Linked DNA regions of Mus musculus: all the other regions are linked to region 3. Evidence: chromatin contacts called from public HiChIP or PLAC-seq data. All regions are on one chromosome and are shown on one strand. The core of a region is the stretch at or near the end of the contact, and the rest is flanking DNA. Distances in the headings are between cores, read along the strand shown. Region 1 has its middle 61 kb from the start of Sv2b. Region 2 holds the start of Sv2b (synaptic vesicle glycoprotein 2 b). Region 3 holds the start of AU020206 (expressed sequence AU020206).

Region 1 (4,912 bases), core at 203-2,702, 410 kb after region 3:
CTTCAAGTCTTTTCAAGTCTGTTTATTACTTTCTGGTAGCAGAATGACATGATCTTAGTTTCATTTATTTTCTCTGTTTCTCCAGACTATATATTTTCTCAATGACTATATATTTTACATATTATTGGAAAGAAAATAATTGGATTAATGGTTATTCTAAAACGATGACATCTTCCTGCACCTGTCACCCAGTTGCATGGGAGTCAGAGTCACTGCATGCCTGGTCCCTTTCCATCTGTGATCTCATGGAATCCTCACAGAAGCCCCATATGTTGTCAGTTCGTGGTGTAGATGACTCTGAGGGCCCCCAGGAGGTAGCCTGTTTAAGGGCAGAGAGAGCATGTGGGCCTGGGAAACCACATGCAGCCTGTCTGCTGTGCGAGTCCATGTGAGAAAGCCACATCCTCTAATCAGCAGACAGGGCTGTGACTCTCACAGCAGCTGCATCTCCTCCTCTTCCTTCCTAACTGTGCCCCCGTCCTGGCCCAGTCCTTCAAGTCGGATGGTGATTTAACCGACCAAATGTCTTCCACACAGATATAGATAGCAAGGGGCCAAGATCCGGGGACTGTGGTTTCATTAAAAATATATTTTTATTTGTTCTTTGACAATTTCATAATTTAGACAATGTGTCTGATAATAGCCCTGCTCCCCACTCCTTTCTCCAGAGTCCCCCACACGTGTCCTTCCCCTTTATGTCCCTCTACTCTTCTTCCTCCTTCCCTTCCTCCTCCTCCTCCCCCTCCTCCTTCTTTTAAATAATCTACTGAGTCCAGTTAGTCTTACCAGTATGCATATGGGCAACCCAGCAAGGGCCAGAGGAAAAATGACTTCTCTTTCTGTAACAACCCTTACCTTAGTTGTCAAAATCTCCTCAGCTAGTGCTGGGCCTGAGCCCACCCCATTCTTGGATTCATGTACTTAGTGACTGGCTTGGTTTTGTGCAGGTAACTCTAGCTTCTTTGAAACACACACACACACACACACACACACACACACACACACACAGAGAGAGAGAGAGAGAGAGAGAGAGAGAGAGAAAGAGAGAGAGAGGTAAATATAATAAAAAAGAAAGCAAATACCAATTCAATCTTTCATGTCCCATCAGAGGTAGTTTTCCTTTGGGTATCTACTTTGAGACATGAAAATTAAACCGAGTTAGTCACCCTAACAAGGAGGGTAGGGTAGGAGGGAACAGTAGCTGGGGTTACGGGCAGAGGACACTGGGGTAGGCATTTCTGTGTCCGGAACCCTGGAGAGACTGATTTCACTGTAGCGGTCACTGACAGACCTTCCAGACCCATCTGTGTTTATACGATTTAGTAAATCTATGACATCACTATGCAGGGCTGTTTCAGATTATATACTAGAATGAGGATGTTCTGTGTTCAGAGCACAGACTGAGTGAATCGCCTGGGCAGGTTTCTTCTCCATCATCTCAGTTCTCTTCTGCCATCTGCTGGGGCAGGCACTCTACAGCATGGAGAACCAGGGAAGAGCTTGTCGCAAGCCCCTGACAGTGATATATCCAACAGCAATACGCTGAAAAGGCTGGAGAGGCAGGCTTTACACCATCCTGCCTTCCTTTCCCAGCAGATCTTCTGGGGTTTTCAAAGATTAACATAGTTCCTAGTATTTTTTAAATGTAACAGCCTTATAGTAGCAGCTGTTGCTACACTTGAAACATTTTAAACAGTATTTTATAAATGACACAGAAGCACACAGGTTTGAGTTTAAAAAAAAAAAAAGAGAAACAGAAGCGCAGAGATTGAGGAAGTGGAGCCACGAGCTGGCAGCGGAGCCCCACCAGAAGCTTCCTTGACACTGGGGTACACACTTTTCTCACAAAGCATTGCAGAAAATAAAAGCAAGGAAGAGTCCCAGAGAGGTGAGTCAAGCTGCTGTTCAGTGCACGAAGGAAGGCTGTGGTCCAAGATCCTCAGCCCTCAGATGGCAGGGAGTAGGGGTGCGTAGGGTGGACCTAGCAGCACAATTTCCCACACGCCTTTCAAGGTCAATGCCAGGACAATGAGAGACATTTAAAAAGTCACTTACTATTTTTATTTCATACGTATGAGTGTTTTGCCTGCATGGGTGTGCACCACCAGCACTGTCTCTGAGGCCAGTGTTCCCCGAGCCATGTTCCCAACTCCTCCCCAGTTTTCCTATCTTCTCTCCCTGACCCTCTTGTTAACACCCTTCTTCCCAGCAAGTGCCCTTCCTACTTCCATGTCTTTTTAAGTTTTAACATGGTTGTTCCTTACTGCGTTTAAGTTTGGTTGCTTTAATGAGAAAGGTTGGGGGAGTTATTAGCTTGAGCAAGGACAACTTGCCACTGTCCACACCACTGAGGAATGTGACTTCTACCCCTGCAATCATTACTGCCCATCGCTCCTCAGGGAGAGGTGGGGCCTCATGAGCTCGCCCACCACCCACAGGGAATGTTAGTGGGCCCTGTCTTGTGCAGATAGCCACAGTTGCCAGGACTTCATAGGTACCGCAATTATGTGCAGAAGACAGCATGGATTTCATAGCACCCCGCTCCCACCTTCAGGCTGTAGCTCTTACATTATCTCTGCTCCGTCTTCCTTAATGTTTCATGAGCTTTGGAAGGGTGATATAGATGTTCCATTTAGGGGTGAGTGCTCAAAAGTCACTTGATTGGTTAGGAGTCTCAGCATTAACTACTGCCCGTTGCAAACAGAATGGTGCTCATCTGCAGCCACTGCCATTTTTGTTAACATACTTAGTAAAGGCAAGGAAGCCAGCACACTAACCTTTTCTCACTTAACTTCAAGTCATGCAAATACTCACACTTGGTACTGTTAAGAAAAACATTCTGATCAAGCCACAAATCTCCCTTATTAGTTTAATGTCTTTCCAAAAAGACAGCTGTAGTGAGGAGTGTTGCTTCCAGACTCCTGTGTGTTTACATAAATATGTGTGTTCCCATAGCAACACAGAGCATTGTTTAGTGTTACACCCACTTACATGAAGGATACCTTGCATCTTCAGCCGAGCCAATCGCACTGCCCCCACACTGGGAGGGGCAGTTGATTAGCGATGGGGCCTCATTGGAAACTCCCTTTATAAGCAAACGCCCACATGTCCTGAGCCCCAACTCCTCAGGCAGCTCTTGTCAGGTTCAATATAGCCTTCTGTCTTGTCTTTTTAAAATTCCCATTATTATAGGATTCAACACAAGCTTCAACATTTTAATAATTAAAATTACATTTATGTATTTGGGGGGTGGTTGTGCGTGTGTATATGCATGCGTACGTGTGCGTATACATGTGTGTGTGTGTGTGTGTGTGTGTGTGTGTGTGTGTGTATGCATGTGAGACAGCCTTGATTACGGAGGTCAGAGGGCAGCTTGCAGCAGTCAGTTCTCTCCTCCCATGTGAGTTCAGGCCAGGAACTCAGATTTCAGGATGGGAGGCAAGAGCTTATACCCACTGAGCCATCTCTTCAGCTCATTAAAACTTTTTGCTTTATTTGTTTATCTATTTGTTTGTTTGCTCATTCATTAATTCATTCATTCACTCACTCATTCATTCATTCTGTGTGTGCACAAGCAAGCCTGACACATGGGGAGGTCAGAAGACACTTTCCAAGAGTCATTTCTCTCCTTCTACCAAATTGATTCTGGGGTTTAAAGTCAGGTGGTCAGATTTGACAGCAAGCACCATTCCCCACTGAGTGTGGTTCAGGGGTATTATATACACTCATGACCACAACGCTCACGATTCTCAGAATGCCTTTATTTTCATCAACTGTAATCTCACTTAAAATTAACCATTAATTATCCATACCTTCCCGTTGCCCTCGGAAGCCATTCTTTTTCCTCTGTCTCAATGAATCCGTCCTTCTAGGAACCTCATGTAGGAAGAACCATCTACTCTTTTCGTGACTGGCTTGTTTCACTTAACAAAACGTCTTTAAGATATACCAGTGTTGTTCACTGTTCTAATCCTCAGTTCTCTGAGCGTTAATTTCTCTTCTCAAATAAATAATCAAAACATTGCCAGTCCTACAGAGAACTATCTCTGTGTTCCTGTTTTGAGAGATAAGAATTCAATTTTGGCTTCAGAAGAAGCACCAGAGATGTGGGGCAAAGTCCTCTCAGTCGACCAGTAGATCTATAGAGAGGAGCAGAGCCGCCAGGCCAGCTCCAGCCTAGGCCAGCTGAAGTCTGCAGAGGTGAGTGATCGTGAGTAACTGCTGTATCGGGCCACCGAGTTTCAGGGTATTTTGTTTGTGTGTAGTTAACCATTACACACTCATGTCTACTTCTCTGCACCCCCTTTTTTCTCTGTGGCTGCTTTAACTTATCTTCTCATTAGCTTTGGGGAACTCACTCCTCTCCTCATGAAGAAGATGTTTGCTCTCACTTTCCTTTCCCACTCCTGACATCATTAGTGGCACGGTAGCATTTACGCAGCAAGGCCTAATTTCACTAAGATTTTCCTTGTAACAAGACCTGTGGACACTGGCTTCATTCTGAGTTTATAATGTTCTTATGGGGAAAACCGAGAAAGCACTCTTTGAGGGCACATCCAGTTTCTTCCCACGAACTACTTAGTGTATGTCTAAACAATCTCAGATCAATACATCCCTGTCCCTCCAAAACACCGAAGTGTAAAAAGTAAGAGAAGGTGTCAATATTTGTAGATTTCTTTATATTGAGCTACATGGTAGTACTAATTCATTTTTTTATATATTGAAATTGTTATGTATATAATACTAAGTATATCTATTTTTGAGACAAGATTTCATACAACCCAAGTGGTCTTTGAACTGATATGTAGTAGGGGTGGCCTTGAATTCTTGATCTTCCTACCTCCTAACCCCCAAGTGCTAGGATTACAGGAATGCCCCATTGCATCTGACTCTCTGCCAGCTCTACCCTTAC
Region 2 (5,025 bases), core at 1,145-3,644, 470 kb after region 3:
AAAATTGAAAAAAAAAAGAACCACTATTTAGGCACATGGTATTGGCTTAAGTGTGTAATGGACTTTAGGCATATTGCCCTCTACCCCTTCTCTTCTCACCCTTCCTTCCCCCAGTAGTGCCCTATTCTCCCAAATAGGTTTTAATGCTTATTTCTTTGAGGTTGTCCGCTGTCTTTCACACGTTTATGAATGTGGAATCCACCACATGTGCTTAGGGTCATTTGTATGAGCTAGGGTGGGAGCTTTATTTACCAGATCAAGAGCAACTTTGCATCAGTGACACCTCCGAGGAATAGGACTCTAGCAGCAATTATCTGCTGATAGCTCCCCGGGGAGCTATTATCTAGGAAGAGTATTTCCATTCAAACTATTTTTTCTTTTGTAGCTCACAAAGTCAGTATTTCCCTTCGTCTTCATCACTGAAATAAATGTCAATCTAAATATACACATCTAAAACTTTGAAGTAGGATTTACATCCACATTCACATGGTATTTGATGTGTCTATATAAAACCAGACACCATAAATGAGAGAAAGCATGACATTAGTCTTTCTGAGGTTGACTTAGTTTAATCTGATTATCTCTAGTTGTATCCATCAGCACATAGACTTCTGAATCTACTTTAGCCTTTGTCTTATTGAAGGTTTTATTGCTGTAAAGAGACACCGTGACCAAGGCAGTGCTAATAAAGGAAATGTTTACTTGGGGCCAGCTTACAGTTTTAGAGGTTTAGTTCGTTATCCTCATGGTAGGGAAGTATGGCAACGTACAGGCAGACAGGGTGCTGAAGAAGGAGCTGAGAATTCTACATCTTGGTCCACAGGCAGCAAGCAGAAGGAGACTGGGTGCCACACTGGGCATAGCTTGTGCAGAAGAGACCTCAAAGCCCATTTCCACAGCAACACACTTCTTCCAACCAAGCCTCACTTCCTAATAGTACCACTTCCTATGGTTCGGCATTCGAACACACCATACAGGGCATCTGCATAACTTCCTAATTCTCTGGTATGTGTAGGTGTTCATAAATTCCTTGAATTACTAAGGAAATTATCTGGATTGTCCTTTCAAGTTCTCACTCAATGGAATGGGTAGAGGGGAATGGATCAGGTGAAGCATGGAAGCTGTTGATGTCAGTGGGGAGACACTTTTGTTCACTCGACGAGGAAGAAGTGTTTCTAAGGACAAAGGGAAGCCAATGGCCTGGTTTTAGTCAGGAAGGAACCAAGATTAGACTTACACCTTAGGGAACAACTATGGGAGGGGAACTAGGGAAGCCCTTGCAAGGTGGTTCAGGGTCAAGCCCAGGCTAAGAAAGAGGTGGGGAGCTGAGAGAAGCCTTCTGTAGCTGGAGGGGGTGATAGAAGTGAAGAGCTTGGGGAGGCAGAAGTATTGAGTGGAGAAAAGGCAAGATTCTTCTCTTTTGCCTCCACTTTGACATAATTAGGTACAATGGTTGGTTTTGTTAACAACACACACCTACACACATATGTGAAGAGCAACTTCAGTTGGGAAAATACCTTCATCAGATTGCCTGTAGGTAAGTTTTGTGAGGGCATTTTTTTTTTTTTTTTTTTGTTTTTAAATTAGAGACTGATACGGGAAGTCCAGCTTACTGGGAATGGTGCCAGTCCTGACCAGGTAGTCCTGAGTTTAATAAGAAAGGAGACCTAACATGCCAGTAAGCAGTGTTCCCCAGTTGCCTCTCCCTCATTTTCTGCCCTGACTTCCCTCAATGGATTGTGCTGGTGATACGTAAGTTCAGTAGACTCTTTCCCCACCAAACTGCCTTTGGTCATGGTATCGTTCTCATAGTTGTCCTTCTCACAGTTAGAAAAGCAATTAGGGAAGGTACTTAGCAGACACTACAGAAGACTAGGCCCCTGTACTGTTGTTTAATTTGGACTTTGAACTTCCAGGGTGACTTCGTTCATGACTTTATTTCCTTCTAGAAGGAACCCTATGCTTTGGGAAAATCTTCCCAGGCTGGCTGCATTGTGTTTGTGAGCCGGGTGTGTGTGTGTGTGTGTGTGTGTGTGTGTGTGTGTGCGCGCGCGTGTGGCATTGGTAAGAAGGAAACAGCTAGAGCCTTTCTCCAATATATTAAACCCTCCAAATTTTCCTCATCCCCTCCCCACCCCCCGGACCCTCCGCTGGCCAAGCAAGCTCTTTTTCAGTTCCAAAGGAGTTAAGAAGACCAGAACGATTTGTCAACATCTATTATCTTGGGTAGTTTGGGGATGGCATAATCCGAGGACACCCCCAGTCCAAGACCGAGCTTGGGGACAGAGCTTGGAGTCTTATGCGCCTTGGCGCCTTAGGTGGGAGGGTGGAGAGACCAAGATATTTATAGTCAGTTGGGAACAAACCTAATAGAATAAGACGTTTGCAGGTCTGTTCATCCGCAAATCCAGAAAGGGCGGGTCCGGGGAGTGGGCTCTGGCTCCCCTCCAACCTATCCGGAACTCCTCTCCTTGGATCTGAAAGGGAGTTAGAAGCAAAGAGCTTTCCGCAGTGAACACAGTGCCTGGACTAGGCTCTGGCTGATCCTTCTAAATAGACTCAGGAGCCCCGGGAGGGCTGGGGTGCTGCAGGGTGCTGGGAGCGCGCTGCACAGAGGCTCTGCACAGCGGAGGCAGCAGCGAAGGCGACGAGGGCGCGGCGATGCAGGTGTGCCCTAGGGAGAGCCTGCCTCGGTTGGGATTACCAACCGCGTTAGCCTGAGCTGCCGCCCAGACTTACGGTGTTCGGCTGCTGACCGGCTCGCTGCGGATTTTCCACCCAGGTAGGGGACGGCGATTCTCGCGGTGGTGCGGGGCTCCCAGGCCTGGCATGCTGAGACCCGTGCTGGGACCTCTGGGTGCGGTTGTTAGGAAAAGCCTCAAAGGGCAGCAGAGTTGGAAAGCAGCGCACCGAAAAAGGAGCACTTGCTGCTGCCCCGGGCTGCGCGCTTCTTTGAACGTGGCCTTCCCCAGGACTTGGAGTGAAAGCACATGAACTATTGGCGCGGTAAATAGTTTCCCAACTTGGGCTACTGACATTTATAGCTGCTTTCCACATGCTTCCTGGACATCCCTTTAGTTCAACCTTACTCCTCGTTGGCTTTTTCTCAGAGAACAGATTAAATACGTGCCCACACCTGCTGGCTCTGGACTGGGGTTTGTGTGTGTTTCTCTGTGTTGAGGGCGCCCTCCGCGGGCGTGGGAGCCGTTTCTTAGGGACTTTCTTTTTTTTTTTTTTTCTGGATGGATTTTTAGCGCAAGGAAAAGAACATGATTTGTTTTGCAGGGATGGGTGAGCAAATGCCGTTAGCTAGGGAGGAGCAAGGCGCTGCTGTTCCCTCCGCAGCAGACCAGTGGTAGATTTCTCATCTGTCGGGTACAGCAGATCCAGCTGCCCAAATGCTTTTATCTTTTATCCAGAAATTGCAGATGCAAACAGGCTCCGTTTAAAGGTAACTTGATGCAGATGTGTTGGGTAAGGTAGGGTGGGACGCTGTGGGATGCTTGCTGGTTTCTAAGCCTGTTTGGAAGGTGAATGTGGGTGGCTCTGGGTCTCAAGGAGGGGCAGGTGAGGGGTGAGAGGTGTGTGGATGGTGGGGAACTAGACATTGCAACCAGCTTGGCGGTCTCTTCTATGCTTTCCCTTGCCCTTTGCAGAAGAGGCGGCTTGCTAGAAGATGCAGTTGATATGGTGAGTGAGGCACAATCTGCGTCTTCCCTGAGTCAGCAAATACTTGCCCAACGGTTTTATGTGTCAGAGGTGGCATTGATCCTTAGGGATGAAGAGGTGATGGAAACAAAATCCTAATGTGGCACAGGCTCACACCCGGTGGGGGACAAACACCTGTAGTAAGGAGGTGTGACCAGTTCGGGATTGGTTTTGTTTCTTGAGCCATTGCTCTTGAATATCCTGCAACCCTCTCCCATTCCATCACCATCACGGCTGATGGGAAGGCAGAGCTGATGTTAGCAGAACAAGACTAGTGTCAAGGAGGCACTCTGAAGGCTGCACTGAGGGCAAAGCACACCAATGCAGGTCCGGCTTTTTACTTTTGTTCTCTTGATAAGTATTTTCTCTAAGTTTCAGGACAATGGAGTATTGAAATAGCTTTTCACAAAGGCAGGGACTCTTGCAATTTCTAAGGGAGTTTCAGAGCAGATCAACTTGTGGGACAAAAAGCCAACATTGTTGGTGGGTTATTTCTTTTGCCAGAGGTGTGCCTTACATGCATTTTGTAACTGAAAGCACCAGGTGTTTGAATAATAACCTGGCACACTGTGGGTAGTGTGGCCTTGACTGCTCTAAGAGAGCTGGTCTTTGGCAAGTATCTTAGCCTTTCTTCGAGCCTTGATTTCATCATCTGTAAAATGGAAGCAACGACACTGTCATGATAAATATGTAACACACACACTTAAAAGTATTTGCTCATCGTTTAACAATCATCATATAGTGATCATTTGGCATGAAGTTGCTACTTAAGTTTGTTCATTGAGTTCCTACCATGTGACAGGCACTTCTCTATATGTGGCAACTGTAGCATTGAGCAAACTGTGTGTGTGTGTGTGTGTGTGCAAGTGTATTACTGAACAAATAAATAAGTATTTAGTATTTTAGCCCAGGAGCTGAGATGGAGAAAAATAAAGTAGAATAAGAAACATGAGAAGTGCTGCAAGTTTTGGAGTGGGTTTGTTATCTATCTATTTGTCTATCTGTCTGTCTATCTGCCTGTCTATCTATCTGTCTGTCTGTCATCAACTCTATCATCTATTTGTCTATCTCTTTCCTATCTATCTATCTATCTATCTATCTATCTATCTATCTATCTATCTATCCTTCTATCTATCTATCTATCTATCTATCTATCTATCTATCCTTCTATCTATCTATCTATCTATCTATCTATCTATCTATCTATCTATCCATCCATCCATCCATCTATCTATCTATCTATCTATCTATCTATCTATCTATCTATCTATCTATCTATCTTTCTACCCTTCTATCATAATCATCTCTATCATCTCT
Region 3 (4,819 bases), core at 95-2,594:
ACTCAAATCTGCCTCCCTCTGCCTCCCAAGTGCTGGGATTAAAGGTGTGTGCCACCACTGCCCGGCAGTATCTGGTCTCTTTTTTTTTTGTTTCTGGTCTCTCTTAATAATACATTTCTGAGTCACACAGAAGGAAAGGGGCATGAATACATTTCTGAGTCACACAGAAGGAAAGGGGCATGAGGAGAAACAGAACACATCTGACCCTTGGCTTATCTTCAGTGATGGTCAAACCTCAGTGGATAGGTGGCTGACTTAAGATGTGGATACTCACAGTGTGGAGAGTCCTTGATGCAGCTTCAAGGATATTGGCAAGAATATTTACTTTTGGCTTGGAGGACAAGGGAGGAGGCTCAGATAAGAATAATGTACTGTGTTCCTTGTGTCTTGGTCATCCTGTTTATTGCCTTGTTTGACTACATTGTCTTTAATCTAAGAACTGACCTTAGATGACATAAAAGCAAGCTGGAGAAAAATAAACCCACATCAGCCCTGGTTGGGGTCGTGTTATAATGTTGTTTAATTGTCTTTTCTTTCTTTAACCTCCCTCCCTCCTTTGAGACCCCGATGACTGAGCTGGCTTCATGCAGAAGGAAAGGGGCGTGGGGAGAAGCAGAACACATCTACCCTTGGCTTATTTTCAATAATGATCAAGCCCCAGCAAATGTGAATGTGTGGCTGACTTAAGATGTAGATACTCACACCATGCTTCATCTTTACAAGGTCACTGCTGCAGGCCATGGGACTCCTGGAATGCAGTTTGTTGCCTTGAGTAAACCAAGATTTGGTTTTGGTTTTGGTTTTGGTTTTGGCTTTTGTTTTTTTTCCGAGACAGGGTTTCTCTGTGTAGCCCTGGCTGTCCTGGAACTCACTTTGTAGACCAGGCTGGCCTCGAACTCAGAAATCTGCCTGCCTCTGCCTCCCGAGTGCTGGGATTAAAGGTGTGCGCCACTACTAAACCAGGGTTTTACTGGGTGGGGGTGGGGGCGGATTAAAACATTTGCGTTGCAATCTAACTAGGTGTGGGAGGCAAAAATATATGAATCCTTTGTTCTTTTTTCTGAGTTCGAGGCCAGCCTGGTCTATAAAGTGAGTTCCAGGACAGCCAGGGCTATACAGAGAAACCCTGTCTCGAAAACAAACAAACAAAAAAAGAATCAGGTGGCACTAACTTTTCTTTCCCCTCCCGGCCCCTCGCTGGACCAGAGGCTGGGGCAGCCCACCCCTTCCTCCAAATGCAGCTGTAGTATGGGTTCGTCGGGCCATCCGTCACAAATCTACGGCCTCTGATTGGCTTTTGTGCTTAGGAACCATAAAATGGGGCGGGAATTGGGGAGAAATTGGCTTTTTGGCGGCAGCACTGCGTCAGCGGCGGCGGCGGCGGCAGGGACTTGCAGTGCGTGAGCTGCATGGTGAGTACCGGGTTGAGTCCTGGCCGACCGTGTTCGCAGTGCCCGTTATCCGGACGGCCTCCTTGCGGCAGGAGCGCCCGGAAGCGTGTGGAACCGTGGGTCCGGTTTACTGGGTCGGGGAGTTTGGGTCGAGATAGCAGCCGGACTCCATTTAAGACCAGGAGTCATTTTGAGATTCTGCCTCAGTTAGGTTAAAGTTTTTTGGGGTGGGGTGGGGGCTAGAGGGTTTCGAGACAGGGTTTCTCTGTGTAGCCCTGGCTGTCCTGGAACTTACTTTGTAGACCAGGCAGGACTCGAACTCAGAAATCCACCTGCCACTGCCTCCCACGTGCTGGGATTAAAGGCGTGCACCACCACTGCCCGGCTAGGTAAAAGTTTTTTGTTTTGTTTTGTTTGTTTTTTGAGACAGGGTTTCTCTGTGTAGCCCTGGCTGTCCTGGAACTCACTTTGTAGACCCGACTGGGGTAAAAGTTTTAATATTCTGTTTCTTGGAGTTAGGCTGTGCCCGACAGATGTTTTGTACCTTGTGCTCCAGGAAGAGTTCTATAACTGCCTTGTGCTCTCTGTAAACCCGCCTGCTTGCAAAATACCTCTCTCTCCCATTGGTTTTGTCCTATAAGAGAAGTATGGGAAATTTAGGGGGAGACAGCTGTGCACAGACTTGGCTGTGCACGGAATAAGGTGTTCTTTATCCTCATTCGGTGGGATTAATAAATTAATTAATTTTGGAGGCTCCAGTGATATAAGAAGCTGTTAGGGTCCATAAACTGTATAAACATAGATTTCAGTCAGGGATAGTTTATCGAACGCACATCCTAAGATTGATCAATCAGAGATGTAGCTCAGACTCTACAGCTGGAAGCTACAACCCTGAATGTTTTCTAGGGTCAGTTTATAGAGGTTAAAACCCCACAGGGAGCTTTTATAAGCAGGTACTGGGCGGGCTGCAGGTGGTCTGCCTTTCCCAAGTTGTTACTAGTTTAGGCATAACAGTTGAAGCTGGTTTCTATTTTGGTTGGTCCCAAGTGAAGGCTGTGGTTGGGGAATTTCTAAGAACCTCAGAACAGAACAGGATATATGGCCAACTTGATCTCTCTCTGAGCCAAACTGTTGTCAGCAGTATGAGGTGGCTGACAAGCATGAGGCAGGAGGGTTACAGCTAAATTGGGGGGGGGGGGCGGGGGACGGAGGGGGGGGTGGGGGGGCGGGGGGGGAGGGGCTAAGCTAGGGCGGAGGGTAGCTTTAACAAATCCCTACCCAAATTCAGAACCTGGACCCTTCCCTTCAAACCTCAGGTACCAGAGCACCACTGCCCAGGGTGTGCACCTTGAGACGTTCCAAGGCCCCTGCAGGCTTGATTTCAGTTCGGAGGTCCACAGCTGCAGGAAAAGAAACCCAGCAAGCACCTGGATGAGGAGCCTTCATTGGTAAGTCATTGCTTTCCTTACGTAACATCTGGTCCTCTTCTACTAGGATCCCATCTGGATACAGTGTCTTAGGAGATAGATGAACTCCTGTCCAGGGCACTAGGGAGAGGTCACACTGCCTTCTTGGTCCTGTGTGTCCTGTTCTGTTTTGTTTGCCTTTTCTGTTTTTTGTTTTGTTTTGTTTTGTTTTTTGTTTTTGTCCTGAGTCTTCTGAGGTTTGGGTTTGGGGTGACTGGAAGACAAAATGGGTAACAAGACTAGTAAACCCTACATACAGAACTCCCCACTGCTTCACTCCTGTCAGTGCCCATCTCAATCCAAACCCCGATCTCAGCCCTCACCTCAGCCCTCACCTCAGTCCTCACCTCAGCCCTCATCTAAATCCAAACTCCGATCTCAGCCCTCATCTAAATCCAGACCCCGATCTCAGCCCTCATCTAAATCCAAACCCCGATCTCAGCCCTCACCTCAGCCCTCACCTCAGCCCTCATCTAAATCCAAACCCCGATCTCAGCCCTCATCTAAATCCAGACCCCCCAAATCCTCACCTCCACCCCCACCCCACCAGCCGGACCACTCCCCGCCCTTCCCCCTCCCCACATCCGATTGGGATTTACTTCCTTATGCTTCTAACTGTCGTCAGACTGGGTCCTCCTCCCTCACCAGGTCTCCTGCTGCTGATCTTTCTAACCGGAACACCCAGAGCCCTCCTTTGAGCACCAGCGGGAGCTGTATAGCCTATGTACCTTTAACGACCACTGCTCTCTTAAAATGGAAGATGCAGTACCCTTCTTTCAGCAAAAACCCAAGTTCTCTGATCTCTCTAATGGAGTCTATCTTCTCCATCCACCTTCCTTCCCTGGATGACTGTGAGAATATCTTAGCCATCTTCTTCACCTCTGAAGAGAGGAACCGGATTCTGACTGAGGCGGAGAAAGCATTTTTCAGAATGGGCACACAGACTGGCAGGTGGAGGGCAGATGAGGTTGACTGTGTCCTACCTACATGGAGACATGACTACAGGACAGAGAAAGATAGGAGGGAACTCAGATATTACCACAAGGCTTTGTTAGAAGGAATGAGACAGGCAGCCTGGAAGCCCACTAACTTCATCATGGTGATGTGTACTATACAGCGTCCAAAGGAATCGCCTTTCGAGTTTCTTGAGCGCCTCCTGGAGGTGTACCGTAAACACACACACATAGATCCGGACGACCCAATAAACTTCAGGGAGATTAACCAAACCTTCGTTGAAAATTCGGCCTCAGACATACGTAATGCAATCCAAAACCAGTATGGATTTGAATACATGACTAGGTCAGAATTATTGAGAATAGCCCAGAGAGTGTTTGACAATAGAGAGAGCGATGAAGTGCTGACAGCAAAAACAGTGATTAAGTGTCTGACCGAGGCAGGGATTTTCTGTGACTCCTTCAGTCGTGGCCAGAGACCACAGAGGCTTAGAAGAGACCAGTGTGCTTACTGCAAGAGATTGGGGCACTGGAAAAATGAATGCCCCTATCGAAGACAGGTCTGTTCCCGCTGGGGCCAGTTTTAGCTTTAAGAGCATGTAGTAGGGCCATAGCTCTTTAAAATTAGGCCCCTAGGAGCCTATGGTAACCTTTTCAGTTGGGGCCAATCTAGGGGCCGTCTTTACATTTGGTATTTTACAAAAACCCTTGGGGCCCCTCACCAATCAGACAGTGGAAATGCAGGGGCAACAGGGGAAGTCAAAACTATAAACAGACTGCAGTGGACTGTTAATCCAGGGAAGAGGACAGTGACTCGTTCTTGCATTGTTCTCCCTGACTGTGCCTGTTTACTTTGCTGGGAAGAGACCCAGGCAAGTCCCGGGCAACTTCTTAGGAGATGAGACTAAATTATAGCTAGGGGGTGCAGCCAAAATCCTGTTGGTCACCTGTTTCTTAAGCGGGAAGTGCCTTCTCCATCACCAGGGTCCAATCCTAAAGAGAAATGAAG

The links. HiChIP or PLAC-seq counts read pairs in DNA pulled down with a chosen protein or histone mark.
Region 1: a contact with region 3 is called in an H3K4me3 HiChIP or PLAC-seq map of the 230-238 cell line, with 7 times the contacts expected there. The contact joins the enhancer-like site here to the promoter of AU020206 in region 3. A contact is called at or near these places in 1 of 39 promoter capture datasets (the C10 cell line), 2 of 15 datasets of contacts at CTCF or cohesin (large pre-B cells and pro-B cells), 4 of 484 Hi-C or Micro-C datasets (CD8 T cells, natural killer cells and uterus) and 15 of 115 datasets of contacts at active chromatin or transcription factors (the 230-238 cell line, CD8 T cells, T-cell acute lymphoblastic leukemia and 11 more).
Region 2: an H3K27ac HiChIP or PLAC-seq map of large pre-B cells shows a contact between it and region 3, with 2.3 times the contacts expected there. The contact joins the promoter of Sv2b here to the promoter of AU020206 in region 3.

The regions. Positions count from the first base shown.
Region 1 is chr7:75,367,646-75,372,557 of GRCm38.p6, reverse strand. No RefSeq gene overlaps it. Among named protein-coding and RNA genes, the nearest start is that of Sv2b, 61 kb to the right of the region's middle. Within about 2 kb of position 1,452, at least 148 of the 459 cell types and tissues checked have an H3K27ac peak or open chromatin away from gene starts, as enhancers often do. A contact at or near this core is called in the 230-238 cell line, CD8 T cells, T-cell acute lymphoblastic leukemia and 6 more, where this site is marked.
Region 2 is chr7:75,306,631-75,311,655 of GRCm38.p6, reverse strand. It overlaps Sv2b (synaptic vesicle glycoprotein 2 b), which reads left to right and starts at 2,394. Exons shown (of 13, transcript NM_153579.4): 1 at 2,394-2,782. 1500012K07Rik (RIKEN cDNA 1500012K07 gene) reads right to left here and starts at 2,954. Exons shown (of 3, transcript NR_045814.1): 1 at 2,740-2,954.
Region 3 is chr7:75,778,645-75,783,463 of GRCm38.p6, reverse strand. AU020206 (expressed sequence AU020206) reads left to right here and starts at 1,344. Exons shown (of 3, transcript NR_165329.1): 1 at 1,344-1,412; 2 at 2,708-2,839. RefSeq lists a cis regulatory region at 981-1,723.